Regions from separate parts of the Zea mays genome. Here all the other regions are linked to region 1. Evidence: chromatin contacts called from public Hi-C data. All regions are on one chromosome and are shown on one strand. The core of a region is the stretch at or near the end of the contact, and the rest is flanking DNA. Distances in the headings are between cores, read along the strand shown. Region 1 has its middle 4.2 kb from the start of LOC103650294. Region 2 has its middle 230 kb from the start of LOC103650294. Region 3 has its middle 160 kb from the start of LOC103650294.

Region 1 (3,496 bases), core at 344-2,843:
ACAGCAATCCACGGTTGGTCGCTAAATATACAATATTAGCAACGGACAGTCGGTCGCTAAAAAGATGTCGGTCGCTAAAGCCTTTAGCGACGGCACTTACAGCGACCATCCTTATGGGTCGCTAAAAGTTTTTAGCGACCAACCGTAGGTCGCTGAAGGCCGTTTTAGCAACCAACCGTAGGTCGCTGTAAGTCAACCGTCGTGTAGTGACAAGATCTTTACCGAGCGCAGGACTCTGCCGAGAGCGGCCCTCGGCAAAGTCGACTTTGCCGAGTGCCCGATAAAAAGCACTCGGCAAAGCCGCCAGCACTCGGCAAAGAGCCGAATTCCGGTAGTGATTGTACACACGCATCTCACTGTTGGGTGCTAGTGCACCCACGGCAACAACGACAGAGAAATTGACGCAGTGCAGGCCACTTTACTTGTCTCTTTTGACCTGCCGACCCAGATACGTGATAGTGGTTCATGTGTAGTGTGGAAGCACTTTGGACTTATAGTCATTTCGCTTTTCGAATGAAAATCGAGTCTTTTTTAGGTAAAAGAAAATTGAAAAAGATACTAGTAGTCATTGAAGAAGGAAAAAGAAAAAGAAAAGGGAAGAAAACACCTGAGAAGGAAGCATCAATAAACTCTACAACGTTAGTGTTGATTTCATAGTAATGCAGTGTCTTACTCTCACTATGAGTTTAATATAATGAAATTTATTATTAATATTTTTTTTGGCAAATCACAGTTTATGAAGATGAAGTAAGAACTGATCAATTTGAAAAAAAAGATCGAAGCAATTCAAAAACAACTAATAGTGTTCATATATAAGCTAAGGTGTGCCCTCCAGAGCCCCTCTTCAGCAACAGTTCGATCGAACAACGAACTAAAGACCATAATAGGCCATGCAACTAGAACTAAATATTGATGTTTTTAGTTGTGGTTGTCCAAAATCAATTGAGGATCTGGTGCTGTTACTAGTTCTCAACAAGCACTAAGGCTCTTTCTACAGCAGTACAAATCTGAGTCTATAGCATCGAAGGACCCTTGGTTTTTGAAAAGGTAGTCTGCCATACATGTTTTTTTTCTTTGAGCTTTTGAAAGCTCAGTTACATGCATGTACATCTCGTGCATCTCTATCTCTTGTGTGCAAATCAAATTGTTGGTTAAAGATTGTATAGTTTAAAAATCTCTTGATATATGTGTGTGATGTACAGTTGATCATTAAAGGAAAAAAATCACTACACCAGCTGCGCTCATGGGTTGGATTTTGGGGTGGGCAGCTAGCTATAGGAGAACAAAATGATGGAAACTGAAAAATGTGCACAGAGATCGCTACAAATCGCAGCGACGGCGACACACAACTCTCTGCTGGCGAGGCGGCAGGGCATTATGATATTATAATTATAATTACAGCAAGTGGCTGGCTGGCGCCTGAGACTGACAGCAACGTGTGCCGACCCTTGCGATATCGATAGATGCAGCCTCTGCTGCTTCCTTCTAGAAGCTAATGAAACCCTGCAGCATGCAATCATGCACGTGTATATATTGTATTGTATACGTATACACTAGGAGTGTACAGACCGGCCAAGACATACACTTGTCTAGTACGTCTGTACGTGTACGTACCACCGATCGCGATGGTGACAAGTGTGTGTGTGTGACTGACAGGTGTAGAGTCTCCGAGTTGGGGAAGAAACTGCCTAGGAAGCAGCATGCGTTGTCCGTGACAAAAAAGATGCTGTCATCGAGTCGCGGTCAACCGGCCGGGCCTATTAACGAAGCAGCTACTCCTGGGAGCGCAGAGATGAAAGGGAGAGGTAGAGGCGCCGTGCTCAGTCAATCCCTGTCACTGTACCGTGTACCCCACGTGTGGCATAGAAGTGGGTTGGCAGCGAAATCTAGGACCCAAGGGTTTAGCTCTAAACTCCCTATATATTTCTCTATCTTAAATATAGAGAATATTTTTTCTATATACCTTTCAACGGTATTCTTTAAAGTCTCTTTTAAACACAGATGACACTCCATCCTCTCTTTATATATATATATATATATATATATATATATATATATATATATATATATATATATATATATATATATATATATATATATATATATATATATATATATATATATATATAGACTCTCTCTTTACTCTTCTATCCATTTTTATACTTTAGATAACGAATTAAGCAAAACTAGATTATGTATAAGACAATATGTATATATAAGACATTTGAGGGTATGACAACATAGTTAAATACAATCTAATCGAACATATAATCTAGCTCATCATGATTTCCCATGACAACCAAAGCTAGGCATTCCGATCTTCCAATGCGTGAAAGGTGCACGTGACACATTGGGATTTCCATCTTCGAGGTAGGGGCCTTCAGGGACCATCTCCACTTCAGGTTCAGTTGCTATTTCAAGGACTCCATCTTTCGGATAGTATTGTTCATGGACACTCTCAACTGTAGATTGAACTTCTTCAACTAAATCCTTGAGTGAGGCATGTGGCTCGTGCCTTTTGTCTACATGGATGTCTCTTTAGAACATTGTCCCGAGCACCCAAAGGTCTCCTTCTCTTCTTGGGATTGAAGGAGACAACATGTTTAGTAACCTTTTGGGGTACTTGTACTCTCTATAGCTCATTTGCTGCAGGTATATGTGACCTTGTACACTTCTCCATGATTAGTGAAGGCACATGTCAGCCTATTCGCAAGATTTTGCAAATGTAGAATCATCTAGACTTCTAGTTCAAATTCACTAGTGTGCGGGTCTAAGGATTGTGCCTCGTTTCTATTCCACTCAATTGTCTCACGTTCTTGTGGATGTCTATCTCATCCTAATGCCAATAAATGCTCTTCATAAAAAATGCAATCAATGTGCTAAGTCGTATGAAGATCCCCAGTCATATGCTCAAGATATTTGATTATGGACTTAGTCTTACAACCAACATATATCCCCAACTTTTCAGTCGGGACTCATTGATGTACAATGAGGTGGTTGTATGGGCACGTATACCACACAACTAAACATACACAGATGGAAAAATACTTGGTTCTTTTCGACGCACTAGGTGTGAGGGAGATTTGTAATGATACACAATTGCTTGAGTTAGATAAATGTTGCAACATGCAACACTATGTGGCCCTAATAGGTGGTTGCTAGCCTACAATTCTACAACAATGGGTGAGAACTCCACTTGATCCTTTTGATCAAGGATTCAACTAGACCATTTTGTGAGTGGATGATACTGATCGATCTAACTTAATGTCTATGGATAAGCAATAATTTTCAAACACTTTTGAACTAAACTCACCAGCATTGTCCATCTGTATGGATTTTATGTGGTTACCAGAGAAACTTGTTGTTAACCTGAATATTTAGGCAATAAGCTTAAAAAGGCATGGTACCTTATGGACAACAAGTCCACATGGCTCCATCTATTGGGGGCATCAATTAGTACCATGAAGTTCCTGAATGGGCCAAACATGGGCTGAAT
Region 2 (3,496 bases), core at 393-2,892, 230 kb after region 1:
CTTATCCACTGATCCCTTGCTTGGAAGTCTAGTGCCCTTAGGTGTCTTTAGGGTTTAATCACCTTGGCTCCACATGACCCTTGTTCCAATTGTGTGGGTGAAGCCTTTGCCATTAACCCCTCTTAACTAACCCATGCTTCCAAGGTTTTAGGTTCTTCTTCTCCTCCACTTAACCACATGTGATCACAAGTCATCAGTGCATAATTGAAACCATGGCCTTGGTAACACCTGGGGTGTTACAAACGCAACTCGAATGGGTCAATTTGGAATTAGTATGAGGAAGTTATGATTTTCCTGAATTCCTACGTTTTTTACATAATAATTGATTTTCTGATTTCATTACAGTTAACCAAAAAGGGTTGGACGACGACCACTATTTTAATAAAATCCAGGGTCTAAAATATAAATACCAGGGCTCCATGTTAATGGTTCTATAAATCGACAGGACTGCGAGTTCAATAATAGAAACTAGAGGGTCTCTTTTGCAAAGCTACACGGCTGAAGGGATATCTGTCCGCCTGAGCCATTGGATTCATGGCAGACGGCCAAGATTAGCTCGAATCTTATAACGAAGCAATACCAAGTGCTGTCCATCGGATCAAAGTTCGACGGTCATATTTTAATGAATCAAGATCTAACCTAATCTATTCGATTCCATCCTATGGCTCAGATCTATTCCCCAAACAGGTATGCCCAACGTCTAATCTCCACCTCTCCCTACGATCCAACGGCAAGGCAGGTCATTCTTCCTCCCCGATAGCCGCAGCGATGGTGTGTGCGCACCGCGGCGGCAATCCTGTCGCCACAGCCATGCCCAGCGATCTGGGGTCCCAAACCACAAGCCACAAAATATCATTACACGAAAGATGAGAACAAACTACGTAAGAATATCACCAAGTTGGTCTTCTGGTTTCTCGTGACCTCGCTGCTACTCGTAGCAATACATACAAATAGACAAGGAGTACATAAAATATCATTACATGAAAGATGAGAACAAACTACGTAAGAATATTTTACGCTCTACTACGAGATCGTAGGTTCGAGAATCACTAAATTCAGAGTTATGGTTAAAGAGATATAATTTTCTGAATGTTTACGTGTAAAACATAAGCTAAAACAAATGAAGTTCTTGATGTTAACAACATGTGACATAATAAAATAAGTTTACTAAATGATGACTGACATTAATATGAGTACAACGCAACTCGAACGGGTCAATTTGAAATTAGTATGAGGAAGTTATGGTTTTTCTAAATTCCTACGTTTATTTTTGTACATAATAATTGATTTTCTGATTTGATTACAGTTAACAAAAAGGGTTGGACAATGACCACTATTTAATAAAATCCATGTCTAAAATATAAATACTAGGGCTCCGTGTTAATGGTTCTATAAATTGACAGGACTACGGTTTCAATAATAGAAACTAGGGGTATCTTTTGCAAAGCTACGGCTGAAGGGGTATCTGCCCGCCTGAGCCATTGGATAGCTCGAATCTTATAACAAAGCGATACGAAGTGTTGTACAACGGATCAAAGTTAGACAGTCAGATTTTATTGAATCAAGATCTATCCTAATCCGTTCGATCTCATCCTATGGCTCAGATCTATTCCCCAAACAGGTATGCCCAACGTCTAATCTCCACCTCTCCCTACGATCCAACGGCAAGGCACGTCTTTCTTCCTCCCGACAGCTCGCAGCGATGGTGTGTGCGGACCGCGTGGGCAATCCTGCCGCCACAGCCATGCCCGGCGATCTGGGGTCCCAAACCACAAGCCACAACATGCTGTCTAATCCTAGGAACATGGTAAGACAAAGGAGAAAGATCTCACCGCAATTACAGATGCTGGATTTCGTGGCCACGGGGAAGCGCGCTCCAACGACAGGGACTCGAACCACTCGCCACAGCCGGGGTTTGTAACGGCGGTAGCGTTTTGATTCGTGGGATCAACAGGGACTCGGCCGAGCGGACTCCGGCGACATTGCAACAAGCTGGAGAGTCGAGCGAGTCTGAAGCTGGGGTCCCACGTGATAGTGGTTCCGGTCTGGTACCTGGTTGCGGCTGGGACGCTGGTGACCTGGTCCCACGTGATAGCTTGTGCGGTGTGGAGTAAAAGTTGGGTGGGCCGTGCGGTGGCGTACTGGGCCGGCTAGCGTGGGGAAAGAGTGGGCCGGGGTGAGGGTTTCGGCCCAGGGTGTTGAGATAAGATTCTTTTTCTTGTCCCTTTTATTTTCTGTTTTCTGATTTCTTTTCTATTTCAGTTTTCAAGTTCAAACTTTGAATTCAGGTCTTCAACATAAATGCACAAGCAAAAATCACCATCAAGAGATGCAAAGTATATTTTTCCACTTTATTTATTTATTCATTATCCTATGTAAGTAAATGTTTAAATATGAAATTCTCCCATCCACAAATAGGTATTTTAATAAAAACCGATTCCTAGTATAACAGTATTTATTATTTTCTTTGCGAGTACTCATGAATATTTAATTTGGCAAAGGAGTAACTAAATTGATATAGGAACCTTATTAATCTACCTTGGCAAACAAATTTATTTTAGGAGATGTAGCTTCCAAAAGTAAGAAAAATTCTTAGGGCATTATTCAGGGTTTACAAATCCTACTATTATTATTTATTTACTTTAGGGAAATACACTTTTAAAAGAAAGGAATTTATTTTTAGATGATATTTTAACTCAAAATCTTTTTGAAGAAAAACTTTTATGAATCCCAAAATAGAATTTTGGGTGTTACATATGGCCCGGGGAGCTGAACATGGCTTGGACTAATGTTTGCACATGTTTGTGTACGCAAGGAATCTATTCAGAACACGTCAACACCTTCCTGATCGGGGTATAGTTCAGGTGGCACGCCGAAATCATCTGCTCTTTCGAGAAGACCCACAACCATGGCATCCGGTGGAAGGGGTTCTCGCCTGAGGGTACTCTTGACGAGGTAGATCTCTCGGTGCCCTCGGAAGAGCGCCCTAGGGCTTTGCATCAAGAAGTCAACTATATGTTGGCTCATTCGCACCATCGTCACTATGAGTCTGATGAATGCATCCGGACACATGGCCATTCGCTTCGTCCAAGAGATCATCAAACATCGGTACTCTCCAACAGGCCTAGTTCTGGGAAGTCACAAAGGGGAATTCCCTTTCTAGACTAGGCCGCCTCTGCCTTATTCAGTCGCTTCCCTAGAGGCACATCTGCCCGCTGCACCAGTGTATGTTGTTTACAAGATGGGTGGAGGTTCTAAAGATTGCTAGTTGTTCAACAAGCAGCCTAACCACATCCCACACGGGTATTCATGCATGTATGTGCAAGATCATGCCAGCACAACTCACCAAATGTAGTCTGATGTGGTAGGACTTTTTGGAGCAGACACCGAGAAGCAAGCGTGGTTGGACAAATATGCTACTAGGCTGAGTCATGAGAGCTCAGCCCTAGGAATTGCTACTACAAATCAAATCACTGTTATTTTAAGAGATCAATTT
Region 3 (3,496 bases), core at 562-3,061, 160 kb after region 1:
AGCCTCGCGGCGCTGAAGCTGAGCAGCCTGAACATGTCCGACAACCACCTCACCGGGCCCGTTCCGGAGGCGCTTGCGATCTCGGCCTACGGCGAGAGCTTCGACGGGAACCCCGGGCTGTGTGCCACCAACGGCGCTGTCTTCCTCCGCCGCTGCGGTCGGAGCTCCGGGAGCCGGTCGGCGAACGCGGAGCGCCTGGCCGTGACGTGCATCCTCGCCGTCACGGCGGTGCTGCTGGCGGGGGCGGGCGTGGCCATGTGCCTGCAGAAGCGGCGGCGGCGGCGCGCGGAGGCCTCCGCGGGGAAGCTGTTCGCCAAGAAGGGCTCGTGGGACCTCAAGTCGTTCCGGATCCTGGCGTTCGACGAGCGGGAGATCATCGAGGGCGTCCGCGACGAGAACCTGGTCGGCAGCGGCGGGTCTGGGAACGTGTACCGCGTGAAGCTCGGCAACGGCGCGGTGGTGGCCGTGAAGCACGTCACGCGGGGGGTGGCGACGAGCACGGCGCCGTCCGCCGCCATGCTGCGGCCGGCGGCGTCGGTGCGGTGCCGCGAGTTCGACTCGGAGGTGGGGACGCTGAGCGCCATCCGGCACGTGAACGTGGTGAAGCTGCTGTGCAGCATCACCAGCGCGGACGGCGCGGCGAGCCTGCTGGTGTACGAGCACCTCCCCAACGGCAGCCTGTACGAGCGGCTGCACGGGGCGGCGGGGCGGAAGCTGGGCGCGCTCGGGTGGGTGGAGCGGCACGACGTGGCGGTGGGCGCGGCGAGGGGCCTCGAGTACCTCCACCACGGCTGCGACCGCCCCATCCTCCACCGCGACGTCAAGTCCAGCAACATCCTCCTGGACGAGTCGTTCAAGCCCCGGCTCGCCGACTTCGGGCTCGCCAAGATCCTCAGCTCGGCAGGCGGCGGCGGCGGCCACTCGTCCGCCGGCGTCGTGGCCGGCACGCTGGGGTACATGGCGCCGGAGTACGCGTACACGTGCAAGGTGACGGAGAAGAGCGACGTGTACAGCTTCGGCGTGGTGCTGCTGGAGCTGGTGACGGGGCGGCCGGCGGTGGTGGAGAGCCGGGACCTGGTGGACTGGGTGTCGCGGCGGCTGGAGAGCCGGGAGAAGGTGATGTCCCTGGTGGACCCGGGCATCGTGGAAGGGTGGGCCAGGGAGGAGGCAGTCCGCGTGCTGCGCGTCGCCGTGCTGTGCACCAGCCGCACGCCGTCGATGCGGCCGTCCATGCGCTCCGTCGTGCAGATGCTGGAGGACGCGGCCGCCGCGCGCCAGGACGACGACGGGAAGGTCCTGGAGGTGAAGGTGGTCTGAGACCGAATGGCGGCGCCTTAGGCTTTGGCCGTGCCCGGCGGGCGCCGGCGGTGACAGGAGGACGGAAAGGTCACCACGGCCAGTGGCAGTGTCGCACGTGTAACAGTAAGATTAGTAGATTGTTATTTTGCCTGAATAACCGGCCAAGAAATCTTCTTCACCTTCTACAGAAAGGCATTTTTGTAAGCACATGTCAGTCAATGGAGGAGTAGGTTGTTTGGCGTCTATTTCCACGGCAGACAGACCCAACATTCTCTTGGACTCCTCCTGAATCACGTTCCTGACAGGAATGAGCAGCAAGGAAGTTTCGGAATTGGCTTCAGGCATCCCGGCCGGCGTGTGGTTGCGTAAAGAATAATAACGCAGTCGTCGTCGCTGTCGCGGCCGGGGACTGCGTTCACCGGCCCGGGAATTCCTGCCGGAACGAGGCCGTGGTTTAATACAAGGCAGAGACAGGCAGGCATATGCTCAATAAACCACCACCGCCCAAGAGGCCAAGACCCAACGGGTGTACAGTTGCAGGAGGTGTGCCCGCCGGAAGACCCGGGGGGATTGGCCTTATCTGTCTGCCTGCCTGCCTTTCGGACTCCAGCAGAGCACCAATGATAAAGCCATCATCGTCAGTTCATCACACACACTGACACACCCACAAAGACTTCAGGTGAACTAGGAACTTTTACTTTATTCTTAGATTCGATGTAGAGGTTGGCGTTCAATTCACTTTCAATACTCTGCATTTTTTTCTCAAGCAGACTAAAACGGAATGTATATTTCCAGGCAAAAAAAAAACACTGAATGTATCCATGAAAATAATGAGTAAGCGTGGTTGGGACATTGATATACTTTCTATGGAACTACATATGCATCTGTACCTTTTTATAATAATTAAAAAGACTATAAATCCACCTACACTTTCATTTCCTCTATGGTATCTTAGACGTGTTATGTTGGTCACTCGTTTTTTATACATGATGGATATAAGAAATAAGGCAACACAAATAAATTAGTATGTAAGTTCACTTTTCAATTAACTCTTTTCGGAGAAGCTAATGGAGAAACGAAAAAAAGGTTGAGTAAAGGATAATAAGCATGGAATACAAACGACGTGAAGATAAAACAATAAACTCATTTTAATTGAACATTATTTCACTCCATTCTCGATTATGTGCCAAATAATTACAAATATACCTTCGTCTTTTACAAGCAATCACACGAAAGTATCACACCCCGGGCTTTAAGGAACAAAGACGGGTGCATTTCATACATACGTCAAAGAAAACAACACATATAATAATAGTGTGCATAAAGATAGATATCACAATAATCAGAGTACTTATTACATAGCGGAAGACTTACAAAAATAAAAGATAAATATAACATGATCTAAAATCCATCCTTGGCGCCAGAAAGTCAACTAGGAGATGCCACCTAGATCGAATCGAACTACTCATTAAGCTGCTCCTCTTGAACCACCTGTACTTCTCCTTTGGGGGTGTGAGACAGCAAAGGTGAGCTCACACATGTTCATCGCTCAACAAGTTGTGGGGAATAATGTGTATGAACTCACCAAAGGTGGGAGTTCATGTGAAGTGTAAGGCTGATCAATAAAATAAAGGTTGAAGCTGAGCATTGCTTTTATAAGTTGGTCAAAATTTTATTAGCAATTACTAAGTATAAGTAAATACCAAACCATAATAAATAATATAACAAATTAACAAATGATCTCATACAAATGCAAATGACAAATTGAGTTTTAATTCCATAGATTAATCATGTGAGGGTCCGAGCTGCTCATGACCGTGAGCACGGCTAGTATACCAGTTTTACACCCTGCAGAGGTTGCACATCTTTACCCGCAAGTCATGTTACCCATCTGCTAAGGGGTCATGATTCCCATACACCTCTACCGAGGAGGCAAGGCAGGGTAACACTACGAGGCCTTTATAAAGTTCCACTAGCTTCAGAAAACCCGCTACAGTTTATAGGAAGCTCCAGTGCAGGAATCCCTCGCTTGACCGCCATCGCAGCACAATCAACCCAAGGACCTCCCTACATTGACCACTCCCCTACTGCCCTTGCCCCATTCGGGTAAGGTAGTTATCCACTAGCTTTCCTAAATAATCAGCCAAGGGCGTCCCATTAAACCCTTGTGGTAGCACTGTTTTCCCGGGTGGTCGCT

Evidence for each region. Hi-C and Micro-C count contacts between places; a contact is called where the count stands out from the background.
Region 2: a Hi-C map of ear shows a contact between it and region 1, with 4 times the contacts expected there. The contact joins two enhancer-like sites. A contact is called at or near these places in 2 of 25 Hi-C or Micro-C datasets (ear and leaf).
Region 3: a Hi-C map of bundle sheath shows a contact between it and region 1, with 6 times the contacts expected there. The contact joins two enhancer-like sites. A contact is called at or near these places in 5 of 25 Hi-C or Micro-C datasets (bundle sheath, ear, leaf and 2 more) and 1 of 3 datasets of contacts at active chromatin or transcription factors (leaf).

What each region holds. Positions count from the first base shown.
Region 1 is chr3:108,868,663-108,872,158 of Zm-B73-REFERENCE-NAM-5.0, reverse strand. No RefSeq gene overlaps it. Among protein-coding and RNA genes, the nearest start is that of LOC103650294, 4.2 kb to the left of the region's middle. Within about 2 kb of position 1,593, at least 18 of the 20 cell types and tissues checked have an H3K27ac peak or open chromatin away from gene starts, as enhancers often do. A contact at or near this core is called in bundle sheath, ear, leaf and 2 more, where this site is marked.
Region 2 is chr3:108,638,882-108,642,377 of Zm-B73-REFERENCE-NAM-5.0, reverse strand. No RefSeq gene overlaps it. Among protein-coding and RNA genes, the nearest start is that of LOC103650294, 230 kb to the left of the region's middle. Within about 2 kb of position 1,642, at least 20 of the 20 cell types and tissues checked have an H3K27ac peak or open chromatin away from gene starts, as enhancers often do. A contact at or near this core is called in ear and leaf, where this site is marked.
Region 3 is chr3:108,711,841-108,715,336 of Zm-B73-REFERENCE-NAM-5.0, reverse strand. No RefSeq gene overlaps it. Among protein-coding and RNA genes, the nearest start is that of LOC103650294, 160 kb to the left of the region's middle. Within about 2 kb of position 1,811, at least 19 of the 20 cell types and tissues checked have an H3K27ac peak or open chromatin away from gene starts, as enhancers often do. A contact at or near this core is called in bundle sheath, ear, leaf and 2 more, where this site is marked.